Regions from separate parts of the Mus musculus genome. Here all the other regions are linked to region 5. The links are chromatin contacts, called in public ChIA-PET and promoter capture Hi-C maps. All regions are on one chromosome and are shown on one strand. Each heading gives the region's core, a stretch centred on a gene start, on an enhancer-like site or on the middle of the called end of the contact. The rest is flanking DNA. Distances are from core to core; before and after follow the strand shown.

Region 1 (2,751 bases), core at 24-2,523, 390 kb before region 5:
TTTCTCTGTGTAGCCCTGGCCGTCCTGGAACTCACTCTGTAGACCAGGCTGGCCTCGAACTCAGAAATCCTCTGCCTCCCAAATGCTGGGATTAAAGGTGTGGGCCACCATGCCTGGCTGAATTTTCTTGTTTTTAAATTTTTAAAAAATTATACAGATGACATTTTTTCTTCAGACCCATCATTTCTCTCACTTTTCAGTGTCCCTTGTACAGTTGTGTGCTAAACTGCTGCTGCCGCTGCTGCCACTGCCATAATGTTAAAGAAAGCTGCTGTGTGGGTGGCACACAGGCATTGCCCTCCCCCTCCCAGCCACCCAGGACAACTATAGGTCAGAGCCTTAGGTTTGAAGCCTGGTCATATGGTACATCAGGTCATATGGTACATTTTGGAGTGCATTCTAGTTGTTGGGCATAGATCATGGTAAATTAAGTTTGCAGTTTCAGAACTCCTGTCAGGATGAAGGAGCAGAACCAGTGTTTACCCTCATTTCCTCTGGACAGTGTAGAATGTTAGAGAAAAATTTCATCTCTGGGTTTGCTAGTAAGCAGATGTTTCATGTCTGATAACCCAGTTTCTTTGTTGCTCTGTAATTATGTGATCCTGGTAGAGAAAGACGAATTGTTGGTTTCCTGGGTGTAAGGATTGCATGTTTGGTTGGCTTTGGTCCTTTTGTTTGTTTTGTTTTATTTTCATCAGGGTTGCCGTGAGTTGATTTCATGTCAGTTCCCATTTCACTTTTCTAGTTTGTAGTGTGAACCTCATGTTCTACTCCTTCACCTCAGAATCAAGTTTTAAAGTTGCTTCATGAGTGGAGATTAGGCAATAAGCCTGCGAGAGTTCATGGCAGCCTCCTTCCTATAGGACAAGGCTGCAGGTTGGCTCTGCTTTTCATAGGCTCTAGGAACAGTTCAGCTAGACTGCTGTTAAAGTTATAAGCAGGATTGGAGGTTTTCAAAGGATATAAACTGCTTTGTGTGGAGCAGCTCCTAACAAATCAGGCCTAAAGGCAGCCTCCTAGACTGTTGGACTGTGGGGCTGAGGTCTTTGTTTCTGTGGTTGACTGCAGTGAAGTTTCTCAGAGCATACTGGCCCTACCTTCAGACCTGTGGCAGCCCTTATGACCTCGGTCACCAAACCACTTCAGGGCTTTATTTTTATCCTGGCCTTTGGTTTTAAGATAGGAGGTTGGTTTTTTTCCTCTAAAGTTCTCTGGGGAAGAAACAGTGCCAGGGTGCAGTAGAGGCTGGTTAAACACCAAAACCACACTCTTCGTGTTTCTGGGCTTGAGACGTGACATAAGCTGTGCCACAAACACCAGCTTCCACGCTATGAAGAAGCTTCCGTTCATTCGCTTGTTTTGTACTTTTAGACAAGTAAAATGGTGTAGGAGGCAAATGTGCCCCTTCCCAGACACCACTAGATAGAATGCTAAGAGGGGACATTTTAAAAATCCAGCATTTTCCAACTTTAGTTTTTTCATCTTCTCCAAGGGTAATGGTGAGAACTCTCACAACTTACTAGGTCTCAGGAAGCCAGATTACCAACATATCCTGTTCGCGTGCATGTGTGTGTTCTGTTACCCACAGGCCACTTTCCACCCCACATGACCTTCAGTTACCATCCGGAAAGTCGGACCCAGATACCAGTCAGAATTTCCAAGCTTTGGTTTAATTTAGACATTTTAGAAATAGTAATGACAGTAATTGTAAAGAGAAGTCACTTGAGTAACATACAGAACAAGTATAAACAATACATCCTGAAGGAGGAAGGAGTGAGGTGGTGCGCTTTTCCAGTAATGTGCTTAAAAGTTAGCATTCAGGCCGGGTGGTACGCACGCCTTTAATCCCAGCACTCGGGAGGCAGAGGCAGGCGGATTTCTAAGTTCGAGGCCAGCCTGGTCTACAGAGTGAGTTCCAGGACAGCCAGGGCTACATAGAGAAACCCTGTCTCGAAAACCAAAAAAAAAAAAAAAAAGAATAAAAGAAAAAAAAAGCATTCAGAAGAAAACATGAAGCAGCTAAAATGTTCAGAGGAAGAGAAAGTAATCAGAGAACAATTTGGTTACAAATCAAACACATTTTTAAATTTTGGGGTCTTAATTTAAATTACTTTTTTATTTTTCCATTTCGTGTGTGTGTGTGCTCGCGTGCCTATGGAGGTCCAAGAACATCTTCTGGGAGTTGGTCTCTCTTTTTGTCACGTGGGTCCCAGGGATTGAACTCAGGTTGTCAGGCTTAGGGCAAGCCTTTGTCTGCTAACCTGTCTTCCCAGCCCCAATTCTTAGGTATTTAAACTTTTGTTATTTAAAAAGTATTTTTAGAGATTTAAAAAAATTATTTGTAGTTGTGCATATATGGGTATGGATATATATATATATATATATATATATATGTATATATATACATATATGTACACACACACACACACACACACACACACACACACACACGATGAGTCCAGATGCTGGCGAGGCCAAGAGGTATCAACGATCCTGGAACTGGAGGTGTAGGAAGTTATTAACTGCCAAATATGGGTGCTGGGAACCAAATTTGGGTCTTAACATCTGAGCCATTTCTCTAGTCCCATTAAATATTTTTAAATGAATTTTATGTGTATGGGCATTTTGTTTGAATGGCCAGAATAGGGCATCAGAGTGTCTGGAACTGGAATTACACACTCGTGTGAGCCACCAAGTGGATGATAGGATCTAAACCTAGGTTGTCAATAGCCAGTAGTCTTAAGTGTGAAA
Region 2 (2,700 bases), core at 172-2,671, 370 kb before region 5:
CATGTGGGAGTTGCTCCTCCTCTTCTACCATGTGGGTCTTGGAGATTGAACTCGGATTGCCAGGCTTGGAGTCAAGTGCCTTTACCTGCAAGCCATCTTGCTGATCCACTAGTTAATTCCCCACTTGAAATAAAAATTTCTTTAAAATTTTAAAAAAAGTCTTGAGGCAAGGTCTCACTGTGTAGCCCTGCTTCTCCTGGAGCTCTCTATAGAATAAGCTTGCCTTCGCCTCCGAGATCCACCTGCCTCCCACGGCCTGCTGGGTTGTGTGCAGCACCACTCTCAGCAGCAGGCAACAACTTCAGCCCTCCCTCCTGGCAGACCACAGGGTACTGTTTCTAGGACATCGGGGAGATAGTGATATTGAGTCTTGAAATTTCCCTGCTTGGGGCTGCAGAGATGGCTCAGTATCGACTGCTCTTCAGAGGCCCTGAGTTCAATTCCCAGCAACCACTTGATGACTCACAACCATCTGTAATGGGATCCACCGCCCTCTTCTGGTGTGTGTGAAGACAGCTACAGCATACTCATATACATAATGCAAATAAATCTTTTTTTTTAATTGTCTCTTCTTCCTTTGGAGTTCAATTTTACTCCCCAGCCCTCTCTTTATTTTCCCAAAGGAATTATCTCAGTTTAGATTGAGAAAGATTTTGTAGAATCTTTGATTCAAGATTGCAAACTGGTGGCTCATAGGCTACATGTGGCTAACAATTGAATTCGGAACTTAGCTAATGTTAAATATTTTTTATTTGTATCTAGTACTTAAAAAGCCAGAGCGGGCTGGTGAGATGGCTCAGCGGTTAAGAGCACTGACTGCTCCTCTAAAGGTCCTGAGTTCAAATCCCAGCAACCACATGGTGGCTCATCCATAATTGACAGCTACAATGTACTTACATATAATAAATAAATAAATCTTTAAAAAAAAAAAGCCAGAGCACTTTACATTAAAAACAAAACAAAACAAAACAAAACAACAACCCATATTTCATTTCCCAGCTTGGTTCTACATAGAACATTTGTTGGGACTAGAGAGTAACAGTCAGAGGTTCCTGTTGTCACCACCAACCTACTTTATGCCTGTCCTCTGTAGATACCCTAATCTTCAGCTCCAGATTCAGAACTGAACTCCAATTTCAAGTCAGTAAAGTATTGGAAGAGCCGCCTTAGTGATAAATACCTTAACCTTAGCTGTCAGAGGCCTGCTTTCCTACATAGGTAGAAAAACAGTTCATAAGTACGATCAGGAATTTCTCTAAAGTTGTTGTTACTCTATCTCTGTCAGAATTTAATTTCAGTTATTACGGAGCCAGGAGTGGCTTCTCATCCTATAGAGAGGAAGAGACATCACCCTCTGTAAACCTGCTCAGTTCAGATTCACGGCTTCCATGTCTGCACAAGGGTGCCACTGCCAGCAGAGGGTGCTGTCCACTCACTGAGTCTTGTGTTATCCTGGCTCAGCTGGAAGGCAGCTGTTGGGCATGTGCCCTGGGTCTGTGTGAGAGTTTGGGCATGTCCATTTGGTTCCCATCCCCAGTGCCCACCCCTTTAGACCCTGGCCAGGTTATTGTGTCACTGGGGACTGTATTCAGTAACAGGAAACTGGGGAAAGTTAATTGTTTTCTCCTCTCCCTTTTTCCCATGCAGCTGAACAAAAGGTTCATCCTCAGTTTTCTCCATGCCCATGGGAAGCTGTTTACCCGGATTGGGTAAGTGTGCAGGATGTTTATTTTATTTCCCTACATTACAAGTCATTTTGGAATTTAATATTGTTAGCAACTAGCCTGTGTTTGTAACTGAGGGCACAGGGTGTGAATTCTTAGAGGCCTCCACCTTCTCTTCATTCTCTTTCCTACTGTGTTCATAAAATTTGAGATATATCACTATCTTTGTCTTTCCTTTTTTTCCCTTTCTTTTCTAAAGCCATTCTTTTAGGACAGTCTTTCCCAGTCCCCTCTTCTTGTCCTCCTGGGTTCTGTTGACTCTGTCTTCCTGCTTAACTCCCAGGAAGTCTGAGATAGTCGTGCTACATCCTTGGGTGCAGCTTCCAGGGGTCCTCCTTGGGGAAAAATTATCTCCTAATCTTTCCTCAATAACAGAGTAACATTTTCCTTCCTCTGTGTTCTTCTGACCCATCCAACTTCCTATGCACTCAGTCCCTTGTGCCACATTGCTGATCTCAGTAAATCTCTGTAAGCCCCAGGGAAGGCAGTGTGTGCAAAGCCTTAGGGCTTTCTCCCTTGAGTTCCTGGGAAGAGTTTGAATGTTCCTCTTGGGCATCAGAAGAGTTTTCCTGGCAATATAAAAGCTGCACAGTGCCTTCAGTGTCAGAGGAGATGTGTGCTGAGTGTCTCTGTGCAGGGCCTCCTTGGGTAAGGGACATCAATGTGAAGAAGCAGCATCCCTTCTATAAAGGTGCACTGCTCAATTGGCTTTGGGTTTTTGAGACAAGGTCTCTTCTGTGTAGCCCAGGCTGGGTTAGAACTTGGCAACTTTCCTGCCTCAGCTTTCCAAGTGCTGGAATTCCCAAGAGTACCACTGTGCTTGGGTTCCTGTTGGCTTTCAATCTTTTTTGAATATTGGTTTTATTGTGAGCTGCCCTTAGAGGTGATTGGCTTCACATTGCAAATCTCCTGTTATGGCATTTTCCTTTTTCTTCAATGCCATGAACTTGTAAGGTTCCCTGTAATTATATAGGTT
Region 3 (2,700 bases), core at 59-2,558, 340 kb before region 5:
GCCTTGTAGACCTTACATCGGTTTACTTGAGCAGACAGTAAGTATAACAAGAGCTTGCTATACTCATTGGTTGGTTTTCATTTATTAGTATGGGGGAGTGTGTGACATTGATGTACAGGTGGGGGGACAACTTTGGAGGGGATTCTGTCCTCCCACTTTCATGTGGGCTCTGGGAATTGGTTGGTTTTCATATATTATTATGGGGGAGTGTGTGACATTGATGTACAGGGGTCAGGCTTGCATCACAAGAACCTTTATCCTCTGAGCCATCTTTGCTGACCTCATATTGGTAATTTCTTGTTTGTATTTGCATTTTTAAAATTATTTACTCCTACCTCCAGCATGATTACAGAGACAGATGAACTGAAGTGGTGAGGGAGTGAAGAAAAGATAGACATATAGACACATGTACAGGAAAGCTGGGGTAAGGTGGTCCTGGGTATTTCTGATGGAGAAATCACAGCACCCAGAAGTTATCGTGCATATATAGATTTGAATGGGGAGGTTGGGTTATTATGTACAGCTGAACAAGGCCATTACACAGAGATAAACCAGGAGGCAGGGTTTACGGTATACAAATAGATCAAGGAGACATGATTAGCCAATCTTGGTAGGAACAGGTATCTTTGTAGGTAGGGGAGCAGTCATCAATCAGGCTGTAAACATCACAGGAAGGGAGCTCTGGTGAACAGTTTCTGCAGCTGATATAAGTATCCACATTCAGACCCCTGAGGAAGGCTTTGCTATTTCCCTCTGACCTTCACCTTCAGCTCCTGCCCTTGGGAGTGGGGGAATTTACCATATTCTAATTAGTCTGAGGTCTTTGACATAGCCAGTTTATGTCAACAATACAACATTCTTAGGGTTTCTTCTACTCTCCACAATTTATTTATTTATTTATTTATTTATTTGTGTGTGAATATATATGCATGTGTGGAAACCAGAAGATACTGGATCTTCAGAGGTGGAGTTACCGTAGTTTTTGGGTCACCTGGTTTGTTATGTAGTGTTGGGCTCTGAGATCCAGTCTCATGATTCCCAGTGCTCTTTAACCCAGTCTGATCTGTTGGGGGGACTGGAGCAGATCTTGCCTTGGTGATATCTGTTCTCAGCATTTTGACCTTCTTCTTGTCCCCTAAAGACAGCAGTGTGTTACTGAGAGAGGGAAATACGTCTGTGTGCTAGTCCTTTAAGAGAAAACCTAGCGGAAGTGATGTGCAGAGAACATCTGCACTTGGGGCTGAGTGGGGAAAGCGAGATGCGCTGCAGCTGGTGTAAGGCCCTGGCAGGCTGAGGCGCTGCTGTCTGTTGGGGTTTACTTCTGTCTACATTGAAACATGGCTTGGGAGGGGGTGGTGGCCTGCCGCCAGCCTCAGTTAGCCTGCCCTCCTCTTTCCTCCTCACCCACTTCCCCCAGCCTCCCCTCCCTCATGCTTTAAAGTCACATTTCCAGGCCAGACGTAGAATTAATCTCTGGGCACTTCACATTGCTGGCAGCTGAAAGCAGGATGTGGGATTTTTTTTTCTTTCTTTCTTTTTTTTTTCCTCTCTCTTTCTCTCTGTGTCTTGGCTGACTTTTTTACCTCTCGAAGAATTTGGAAGGCCGTGAGATTCCCCCCCCCCCCCCAAAGTACTGTGGAGTTTTTCAGCTTGCTGATCACCCTGCTGCGGCTTCACCCTAATAGACTTCATATGTTGATGCAGTTGACATCAGTATCAAACTATTTTACATGTGATCTGGTGTATTTCCTGAGGAAATCTGCAAGATATTTATTAAGAACTAATAAAATAAACCTCTCCATGAGTTTTTAGGTAGTTTTCAATTTTTCATGTCGCTCTCGTTTCCTCTTATCAATGAGTTGCTATTTTCTCTCTCTACTCTGACCATTGCAAAAGGAAACAAAAATAAATGTTTTAAACTGTTCCTGAAGGGACAGGAGAGAATAGTTCTGCCATGATGTATCAGCTAGGGCTGTATTTTTAGTGCAGCATTGTAGAAACTAAAAATATCCTGTTATAGTGGATCCTTTTTATAGGTCTCTTTTGCTCTGTCTCGTTCTCTGTGTGTGTGTGTATGTGTGTGTTTATAATGTTGTAAGCACAAGTGCCTTTGTGCATCAGCAGCCGCTCTTCTCATTACAGCTGGACTCCATTAGTCCTTGAAAATTAATGTAATCCTAGTTAAGAAAAAAATTAATTACTCTACCAGAGCTGTGTTTCATCCAAAGCTAGTGTTAGCTCCCTAGCTGGCAGCTTAGTTTGAGAGGCTCCAGGGACCCATGGAGTTGTGGCTTTGGTATCATAGCATTTGCTGCTGTGTTTTTCCTGTTGAGAGCATTCCTCACTTCTTAAGGGTTACACATGTGGCATGCAGAGTGACTGCAGACCCCTCTGCCTCTGTGAATTACTGTTCCCGTCTGGTCATCCCCAGAAGGAATGTCCACCACAGGCTTAACTCACCTGCCTCTGCTGGTTTTCTTCCTGGGTTTCTTTATGACAGAGTTGTTTTCTCATGTGCCCTGCAGAAGAAAAAAACCTTTGTGAAAGTCTTAAGAGGTGGGCAAAATCTGCCAAGGAGAAGTCTGTGTGGATGATTAAGAATGACAGTCACAGGCTGAAGAAGTGGCTCAGTGGTGGATCAATTGCCTAGTATGCCTGAGGCCCTAGGTTCAGTCGCGCGCGCGCGTGCGTGCGTGCGTG
Region 4 (2,700 bases), core at 15-2,514, 330 kb after region 5:
TGGCTTCTGCTGCTAGTTCCTGGTGACTAAGCTAGATCAAGATGAGTCACTGGTAACAAGGAAGGGGCCCTTTTCCCTGCTGTCTCTCCCAGGGCTGGCCCAGACTATGGGTGGGAGCTCTGGAAGGCCGGAGCTATTGACTAGGCTAAGGATAACTTTGGTTTTGTAGTGAGACCGGGTCTCACTATATACAAAACACAGTAGTAACAGCTATGCAATGGTGGCACACACCTTTAATCCCAGCACTGGGAGGCAGAGGCAGGTGGATCTTTGGGTTCGAGGTCAGCCTGGTCTATAAAGTGAATTCCAGGATAGCAAGAGCTATACAGAGAAACCCTTCCCTCCCCCATTTTTTTATTAATTTTTTGAGATAGATGAAGATGATCATGAAGGAAGTAAAAGTAGGAGATACACCTGGCTACAACTGAGAGTTTAAAAAAAAATCTGGCTGGTGGATATGGGAGCCCCAATAGAGAGAACTCCATTTTTTTTTTTTTTTTTTTTTGGCCTGGCTGGGCATTTTGTTTTCTTTGCCTTGAGTACCCTTCCCCACTTCATTTAACATCCTACCATTCACCCTAGGTCATCTTATCTGTGGACCCCTTCCTCTTATTTGTTTTGGTTTTATAATACAGGGCCTCAGACTCACAGGGATCCTCCTGTCTCAACTCCTGAGAGGTTGGGATAACTGTCATGAGTCACTTTACCCAGCCCTTGGGTCTCTCCAGGACTACTTAGTTGATTTCCTTGTGTTTCTGCCCCCCCCCCGCCCCCATAGCAGATGTTGTTTCCTGGTCCCTCCCATAGGTGTGTGAATTCAGTGACTTAAAGCCAGTCTGGGTCAGCACTGCACCTGCGCGGCAAATGCGGTATCTGTGGCTGCTCATAGATAACAAGAACTTCAGCTGACCTCGGGGGAAACCGAAGGAAACACGGGGAAAAGACCAGCAAGTCAGGGAGCTTTGAGGGCGACTATCATCCTCGGACCACATCATCTTTTTTAACTTCAGTCCTTTTCTTGGTGTTGCTACTTGTAGGTTCTGGGAGAAAAGACCGGCCGCTACCAATCTGTCAAACACGGATCAGTCAATTTGTAGGTTGAGGCTCCGCCCCTTAGACCTAGACTCCGCCTCCCCATCCTCCGCGGTTGGGGTCTGGGCCTGGCGGCGACGCCCAGGACGCCGCATGCGCACTGAGGGCCCCAAGGACTCCGTTTCCCTTCTCCCAATGGCGGGCGTCGGTCCCCTTCCCGGCAGCCTCCCTCGGGTAGAGGGCGCGTCATTTCCGGTGGGGAAGGCCCGCGGCCGCCGCCGCCATTTCGGGCGCTGCTGGGAGGCTGACACCGGAGCCGGTCCGCTGGGCGGCGGGCGCCAGGGCTGGAGGGGCGCGCGTGCCGGCGGCGGCCCAGCGTGAAAGCGCGGAGGCGGCCATGGCGGGCAACTTCGACTCGGAGGAGCGGAGTAGCTGGTACTGGGGCCGCCTGAGCCGGCAGGAGGCGGTGGCGCTATTGCAGGGCCAGCGGCACGGGGTGTTCCTGGTGCGGGACTCGAGCACCAGCCCCGGGGACTATGTGCTTAGCGTCTCCGAAAACTCGCGCGTCTCCCACTACATCATCAACAGCAGCGGCCCGCGCCCTCCAGTGCCTCCGTCGCCCGCTCAGCCTCCGCCGGGTGAGGGACAGGCGGGTGGGAGGCCCGGGCGGGGGTGAGGGCCGTAGAACCCTGGTCTGCTGCAGGAGGGACGTGGGCAGAGAGGGCTAGAGTGAACCTGGCGGGGGAGCTGTCTTCTGAGCAAGCTGGTTCCCACCGATGAGCGGGATTGTGGGGGAGGAGGAGCTGCTCACCGAGGCCTCTGGGTGTGCCTTGGGAGCCGGGGAAGGGGAACTGCTGCGGCCCCGGGGTGGGGCTGGGCGCCAGGGTCAGGCCCAAGGGCAGGGCAGGGCTAGGCAACTTGGGGACAATGAGTTAATGGGGATGTTACGGGGACATCATTTGGCAGTGGTACTCAGAATGGCTCTGCTAATCCTACAAGTGGCTTTTAGGCTTGAAACGTTTCCTGCAGTGTTAGAGCCGGGTTTGGCCATACTCCCCTGGTGGCCTTCGGTAGGAAGTCACCACGTACTGACTGGCTGGCTGGGAGGGATGGAGACACCCTCAGGAAGCCGGTCAGCTTTTTCCTTTCTTGGGCATTTTTCCAAAATATCTTTACCGTGCTCTTCCCTTGTGGAAGGTGGTGAACTAAGTGACTTGGTGATAGAAAAAAAATCCTTCTGTGACCAGCCCCGCGTAATTGAAGCCTAGCAGGCAAATTGTGTCCAAGAGGTTTTAAGTGTCCAAAAAAACTGCCCGCTGCAACTAGAGTTTCTAGTTTCAAAGTGATTAGTGGAGGAAGATTTTTTTCCTTTAGAAAACAAACAAACAAACAAACAAACAGGCATAAGCCAGTGAGAACAACCTTGGAAGTGAATGGCACTTCATTCTCCCTGGATTTACTTAAAAAGTGTCAGACACGTACTTCTGGGTCTTTTCTTGCTCTCTAAGTTGGTGTTGTGGTCAAAATCTTCCAGGATATGAGAACAGACCTGGCTAGCAGATAAACACCAAGAATAATTATCCCACTGTTTCCTCGTCAAGGACCATTGAGTTTTAACTGTCTTAGCTGTCTTATTGCAGTTGTCTTGGCAATGTTAAGGGAATTCAT
Region 5 (2,700 bases), core at 157-2,656:
CTGAAATTGACTAGTTCAGCCAACAAAAGACTATTCCAGGGCTGGTGAGATGGCTCAGTGGGTAAGAGCACCCGACTGCTCTTCCGAAGGTCAGGAGTTCAAATCCCAGCAACCACATGGTGGCTCACAACCATCCGTAACAAGATCTGACTCCCTCTTCTGGAGTGTATGAAGACAGCTACAGTGTACTTACATATAATCAATAAATAAATCTTTAAAAAAAAAAAAGACTATTCCAGTGGGGATGGAAAAGTTAAGTGTGGAGTTAAAATATACTTCAACTGGTGATGGACTAGGTGTCCAGAGTCGGGCAAAAGGATGCTCTGTGGTAGAGGTGCCTGCTGTGTAAGCCCAGCTACCTGAGCTCAATCCACAGAATCCACAGCGGAGTGGGAAGAGAAACAACGTCCCAGAGTTGTCCTCTGGCATCCGACGCACATTCGCCATCCCCAAGATGTCATACATATGTGTACATACTACACACTGGCGCACGCGCACACACACTCTTTTTTAAAATTCAGACTTAGAGGGACATAAAGGATTTGCTCTGATATATGTTCAATTGAAAATGACTTTGAAGATAGAGGGCAGATCGAAGGAAGCTCAGCAGGAAAGAATTAATAACATGCAGGTGAAGGGCTATAAACTAGTCTGCAGAGGGCCTTGGCTCGACAAAAAAATCTATGGGGTTTGCCGGTAAAATAAGGAAAAAGTTGTCAACATGAAACACAGAACACTAGCAAGAGAGGAGTGTTAGCAGAAAGAAGCCAACAAGCTCAAACAATTAGGTCGGCTGAAAAATTTTAAAATGTCTTCTGATTTGGCTACTGGGAAGCCACTGGTGACTTCGGTCAGCGTTTTCTCTCTCGTGACCAGAGAGATGTCTAGTAGCAATAATGAGTTAGGAGGATGTAAAAGAAGTAAAACAGCCGAAAACAAGTCCAAAAAGTTTGGGGTGATGGAGAAAGGGAGGAAACAGAGGCCGCCGAAGATAGACAGCGGCATGTTTATTTGTCTTGTTTTCTTAGATGTAAACAAACTAAAAAAACTCGTGAGTTCTTCTGCCAGTACCGGGTTGCCTCCAGCATCCTCTGATGGTCTTAGAGACCCCGGGATGCTCCCCCGCGGCCGTATAATTTCCTCCCTGACGCTCTCCCGATCGACAGCGGCTCCCTCCCCGGGTCCTCTTTGCACCGCTCCAAGGCCGCGCTGCTAGGGCCATCGAGCCCGCTCAGGGTCGTCTCCTTACCTCGATGGCCCCCTCGCTCAGGTGTCCCACCATGGCTGCACCGCTAACTCCCGCGCTCGCGCTCTTGCACCGCCTGAGCTTCTCTGCCGGGGTCCCGCGGGCTGCTCAACGATTGGCTAGAGCAACTGTGCGTGCCGATCCGCCCCCAGCGTGAGCGCGGTGCGAGGGGCGGGCCTAGACGCCGATAGCCACCGCATTGGCTACCGCGCGGCAGGCAGAGCACGTGACTCTTCCGAGGCCGGGTTCGAGGCCTAGTGGCGGGATGGCGGGACGTGAGGGCGGGGCGCTGGGTCGCAGTGCGCCTGTGTCAGCGCGGTGCTACTGAGTTGTTCCCCCGCCAGCTGTCGGAACTTTGCCCGCCCAGTCCTTTGGCGGACAGACAGAATGGCAACCCAGGGAACAGTCGGAGCTCTCCCCTGGTAACTGCTGCTAAATATAGTCAAAGCAGTGACCTGGGTACTTCTTCACGCAGTGCGTGCCCGGCGCCGGTGCCAGGCCCAGAGCTTGGCACTGTGGGATAAACAAGGTAAATCAGACTCAGTCTCCGCCCTCTTGAGTTCCACCTGAGAGTTGTGGCCGCAAGGAACCCAGCCTCAAGGATGGTAGACGCGATATGGGCCACACATGTGGAGCTCCAGAGTGGGGGTCAAAAATCAATCAGGCTTTCGAGAGGCGATGCGGTTTGAACTGAGTTAAAGTGTGTGTAGAAATTTGTCAGGTGGATTCCAGTGAGGATAGTGATGTTCCTAAAAGCCCAAATGGCCTATGCAAAAGTATTGGAGAGCCTGGCGTGCTGGCTGGCTCTGATCTGTTTGTAATCCCAGCCTTTGGGATGTAGAAGCAGCAAAAGTTCAAGGTCACCCTTAACACCGTTGAGTTCGAGGTCAACCTGAACTAAATGAGACCCTGAAAAATCAAAATTTGGGACCCAGGCGTGGTGGCATTCGAGGTAAAAGCAGGCAGATCTCTGAGTTCGAAGCCAGCCAGGCTAACATAAGATCCGGTCTCAAAAAAAAAAAGTAATAAAAATAAAAAGGGAGAGAGGCTATATGAACTGAAAGAAAGACCTGGAGATCAAAACAGAAAACTGAGCCGTCTAAGAAATGAAAATATTTAACTTCATAGTTGCTGGAGTAAGAAGTCTGGAAAACTTTGGGCAACTAAGGTAAACAGGTCTAGAAAGACTGGAATAGTAGCCATCTACTGGTATTTTGATCTCTGTTTGTACAACCACAACCTACTATAGTTTCTCAAACAGTTCCAAAGAATATGTCTGGGTGAATTGGTACCACACCACAGATTAACTCTCCTTCAGCATATCAACAGCTATAGAAAACCCCAGAAGAAATGATTTTGGTTGCGTGTCACTTGGTAGGATGAAATCTCGATTTTCTAGAACTATGCATTAATAGAAAGCTGAATCTTCATGTTCTGACTTTACAGAGCTGCGG
Region 6 (2,850 bases), core at 218-2,717, 310 kb after region 5:
CCAGCTGGCGCCGCACACCACCCCCACCCCCGGGTTGTGGCTCGAGCTGTTGTTCACGAAGTAATGAACCATCCTTCCCCTTGAGGCCGCAAGGCAGCACCTGTCGCAGACTCACCTCCTCCCCAGGGAGTCCCCGTCCAAGGGGTGGGGCGCTTTGGTGCTTTGGGTTCTTACTCCCCCTATCCTCCCTAGACCAAGTGTATACCCTCGGTATATGCTTCAGGTTCCTTACAAAGGGCGAGGAATAGATAAGGCACTTGAGAACCCTTTGCAAATGGTAGATATAGGGGCGGACGCTTTCTTCACTAGACAAGAAGATTGGACTCTCCCCCAAGTCCCTCAGTGCGTGTAGAATGAAAGAGGAAGAGGGTAGTAGTGGTGTTGATGGCTTGGTCAGTGCTTCATTTCAGGCAACCCAACAATTCTGGCAAGTATCAGCCAATCGGCCTCTTAAGGCACTTACTCATGATCATCATCCTGCTAGTAAGCAAAGGCCAGGCTGGTTTTGTTGTTGTTGTTTTGTTTTACCGTAGACATCCATATGCCACAAGAGGTGGCAACTGACCCAAAGTCCACTCCACTCCTCTCACACACTCTTCTCGGGCCTAAAAAGGGCTGATGTCGTCAGAGAACCAGCGAGGGTGCTGGACAGACAAGGAAGACAGCTGATGGCCTGTGTTCAGGGAAGAGCGGAGATCCAGAGGGAAGAGAAAGAAGGGAAGAGAGGAGAGGAGCCCATGGGGCAGGGCACTGAGTCCGGAGGATATTCAGGCTGGAACATAAGGTTATTGGCTGCACACGTAGGAAAGTCAGAAGGGTGCTGCCTACTCGGCAAACAGGCTTCTTTAGGGGTCATGCTGGGTCAAAAAGGGCACCCTGCTCTGACCCTAGGATTTGTTTCTTAGCTAGGGAAGAGATCTTTCAAGAGATGTTTCTCTTCTGGCTCTCTTGGCACAAGTTTGTAATCTTAGTACTCAGGAGGCTGAGGCAGGAGGCATCTTGAGTTCCAGGCCAGATTGGGCTCCGTAAAGAGACCCTGTCTCAAACAATTTCTTTTCTAAGGATTTAAAGAATGGAGCCAGTCCTTTGGGAGTGTGTATGGGGGTGGACAGTGTCCCGTACAGAGGCTCCGCCTGTCCCGGGGCGCCGGCCGTATTTGGACATTTCGTTCTATTTTTAACTTTCCCGGGACTCGAGGTTGGGGGTGGGGAGAGAAATCCTGCTTCCCCGGTGACCCACGGGCTTCAGCCCTCGTCTCGCGCGGGGTGTCCAGCCCCGTGCTGTAGACACGAGCCCGGAAGTGAGTTCCGGAGCTGTGTAGACGCGGCGGCCGCGCGGGTTCCGGGCCCCACCCTGGAACTAACGACGTTCCTCCTGGAAAACCTGACTCAGGCGGAGCCCGCGGCACGCAGGAGGCCCCGCCCCTCGCGCGCCCCCTCTTAGGTCCCGAACCCCCTCCCACCCAGCCCGGCCAGGCCGGCTGCAGTGGGTCCTAGGGTCGGGACTCCGAGCCCCCTGAGCCAAGGGGCCTGCAAGGGGCGGTGCAGGGGGCGGGCTGGCCCCTCCCTCGGTTACGCCGCGGCCGAGTACAGACCAAGAGGCGCGGGCAGCGGAGCGGGGCGCCGGGTCCGGCAGGATGCGCTACCGGGCATCGGTGAGCATGGGCGCGGGCAGGTTTGGGGTCCAGGGTATCTCTCGGTGGCCCGCGGCGCTCCAGGGCCGGCCTTGAAGCGGGCGCGGCCCAGGAATTTCGGTGGAAGATGTCCCTGAAAGTTGCTAGAACAGGAGGCCGAGGCGGAGAGGGCTGCAGAACGCTCGAACCCAGGACCATGTGGTCGCCCCTGGTGATGGCTAAGACCCCTCCCACTTGAGGACCAGGGGGCGTTGGCTGCGGTGGTGTTTGGCAGCAGCTTCGGGCTGGGTGGGTCAGGGGTGGGCAGGTCTGAGGGAGACAGGCCCTGGACTTGAGGGGTGACGGAGAAGCAGAGAACTGAGCAACTAGGGCTAGAAACCAGGGTCAGGGGAGACTTGGTGACCTCCCTGGAATTTACAGCGGCTCCCAGTACCTTCCTCTTCCTTGACACCCCCCTACCCCAGCATTTTCTAGATCTGCAGGCCCTCTTTGAAAGGAAAGCTCTGCTTAAGACGCGGCTTGAGGGTCTAGCTAAGCCTGTACCTGCCCCACCCTTGGGTGGCAGCTGGGTTTCCCCTGGGAGAACCCTCCACCTCCTGAGGCTTCTCAACGGTGGAGGAGCTGCGGGAGGAGGGGGGGCGGGGGGGGAAGCCTAGCAGCTGGAGAGGAGGGAGTGGCTCCAGTTGAGGGAGGGCAGGCCACCCGCTTCTGGGGTGGGCATCAAGTCCAGCTGAGGTGGTGGCCCATGGGGAAACCCTCTCCTAGGACGTGAGCTCTGGCTTGATCCCTAAACAACTTCTACTTCTGGGAATTTGGGGTGGATGGGAGTTGGAGAGATGGCCCCTCCCTGTCTGCAGAATTCCCTCTGAACCGTTTGTCCTCCAAAGCACCTGTAACACGTAGCTGGGATTTGAGGTCACCTGAACTAACCCACTCCTGTTCTCTGAAGAGGAAGCAGTCCTGAGAAAGGAGGAGGTTTGTCCAAGGTCAACACCAGCATTCTTTCTGCCGTTCCTAGGAGCTCCTTGTCATGTCCCACCTTCCTCAACTCAAAATGCCGCTGCCCTGGATTCCATGCAGTCGTTCAGTGTCTGCTGGGCCCTTTGTGCTCCTATGGGCTGTGTGCATGGTCCATATGTCCCATAGGGTCTCTTATCTGCATTCCAGCATCCTGCAACCCAGCCATATGTCCGGAACATGTTCTGTAGCCTGTGTCC

The links. Promoter capture Hi-C pulls out the DNA fragments that hold promoters and counts their contacts. ChIA-PET counts read pairs in DNA pulled down with a chosen protein or histone mark.
Region 1: an RNA polymerase II ChIA-PET map of memory CD8 T cells shows a contact between it and region 5, with 182 read pairs. The contact joins the enhancer-like site here to the promoter of Rpa1 in region 5. A contact is called at or near these places in 16 of 39 promoter capture datasets (the 3T3-L1 cell line, the C10 cell line, the HPC-7 cell line and 10 more), 8 of 115 datasets of contacts at active chromatin or transcription factors (the SCID.adh cell line, T-cell acute lymphoblastic leukemia, bone marrow-derived macrophages and 4 more) and 3 of 9 other capture datasets (adipose tissue, liver and pancreatic islet).
Region 2: a promoter capture Hi-C map of stem cell-derived epiblast-like cells shows a contact between it and region 5, with 3 times the contacts expected there. The contact joins the enhancer-like site here to the promoter of Rpa1 in region 5. A contact is called at or near these places in 17 of 39 promoter capture datasets (the 3T3-L1 cell line, 3T3-L1-derived adipocytes, the C10 cell line and 12 more), 5 of 115 datasets of contacts at active chromatin or transcription factors (the SCID.adh cell line, astrocytes, bone marrow-derived macrophages and 2 more) and 2 of 9 other capture datasets (adipose tissue and pancreatic islet).
Region 3: a contact with region 5 is called in an RNA polymerase II ChIA-PET map of memory CD8 T cells, with 146 read pairs. The contact joins the enhancer-like site here to the promoter of Rpa1 in region 5. A contact is called at or near these places in 1 of 39 promoter capture datasets (liver), 2 of 115 datasets of contacts at active chromatin or transcription factors (embryonic stem cells and memory CD8 T cells) and 2 of 9 other capture datasets (adipose tissue and liver).
Region 4: an RNA polymerase II ChIA-PET map of memory CD8 T cells shows a contact between it and region 5, with 25 read pairs. The contact joins the promoter of Crk here to the promoter of Rpa1 in region 5. A contact is called at or near these places in 6 of 39 promoter capture datasets (embryonic stem cells, hematopoietic stem and progenitor cells, hippocampal neurons and 2 more), 2 of 484 Hi-C or Micro-C datasets (B cells and uterus) and 2 of 115 datasets of contacts at active chromatin or transcription factors (effector CD8 T cells and memory CD8 T cells).
Region 6: an RNA polymerase II ChIA-PET map of memory CD8 T cells shows a contact between it and region 5, with 47 read pairs. The contact joins the promoter of Myo1c here to the promoter of Rpa1 in region 5. A contact is called at or near these places in 5 of 39 promoter capture datasets (the C10 cell line, liver, neural stem cells and 1 more), 1 of 484 Hi-C or Micro-C datasets (CD8 T cells), 3 of 115 datasets of contacts at active chromatin or transcription factors (large pre-B cells, memory CD8 T cells and pancreatic cancer cells) and 2 of 9 other capture datasets (adipose tissue and pancreatic islet).

The regions. Positions count from the first base shown.
Region 1 is chr11:74,958,883-74,961,633 of GRCm38.p6, forward strand. All of the region lies in intron 8 of Smg6 (Smg-6 homolog, nonsense mediated mRNA decay factor (C. elegans)), which reads left to right. Among named protein-coding and RNA genes, the nearest start is that of Srr, 34 kb to the left of the region's middle. Within about 2 kb of position 1,274, at least 73 of the 459 cell types and tissues checked have an H3K27ac peak or open chromatin away from gene starts, as enhancers often do. A contact at or near this core is called in the SCID.adh cell line, T-cell acute lymphoblastic leukemia, adipose tissue and 2 more, where this site is marked.
Region 2 is chr11:74,980,205-74,982,904 of GRCm38.p6, forward strand. Smg6 (Smg-6 homolog, nonsense mediated mRNA decay factor (C. elegans)) reads left to right here. Exons shown (of 19, transcript NM_001002764.2): 9 at 1,648-1,709. Among named protein-coding and RNA genes, the nearest start is that of Srr, 56 kb to the left of the region's middle. Within about 2 kb of position 1,422, at least 46 of the 459 cell types and tissues checked have an H3K27ac peak or open chromatin away from gene starts, as enhancers often do. A contact at or near this core is called in adipose tissue and stem cell-derived epiblast-like cells, where this site is marked.
Region 3 is chr11:75,011,848-75,014,547 of GRCm38.p6, forward strand. All of the region lies in intron 10 of Smg6 (Smg-6 homolog, nonsense mediated mRNA decay factor (C. elegans)), which reads left to right. Among named protein-coding and RNA genes, the nearest start is that of Srr, 87 kb to the left of the region's middle. Within about 2 kb of position 1,309, at least 205 of the 459 cell types and tissues checked have an H3K27ac peak or open chromatin away from gene starts, as enhancers often do. A contact at or near this core is called in adipose tissue, liver and memory CD8 T cells, where this site is marked.
Region 4 is chr11:75,677,995-75,680,694 of GRCm38.p6, forward strand. Crk (v-crk avian sarcoma virus CT10 oncogene homolog) reads left to right here and starts at 1,265. Exons shown (of 3, transcript NM_133656.5): 1 at 1,265-1,670. The coding sequence starts at 1,430.
Region 5 is chr11:75,346,977-75,349,676 of GRCm38.p6, forward strand. It overlaps Rpa1 (replication protein A1), which reads right to left and starts at 1,407. Exons shown (of 17, transcript NM_026653.2): 1 at 1,250-1,407. The coding sequence starts at 1,282. It overlaps Smyd4 (SET and MYND domain containing 4), which reads left to right and starts at 1,457. Exons shown (of 11, transcript NM_001102611.1): 1 at 1,457-1,775; 2 at 2,693-2,700.
Region 6 is chr11:75,654,548-75,657,397 of GRCm38.p6, forward strand. Myo1c (myosin IC) reads left to right here and starts at 1,468. Exons shown (of 32, transcript NM_001080775.1): 1 at 1,468-1,654. The coding sequence starts at 1,637.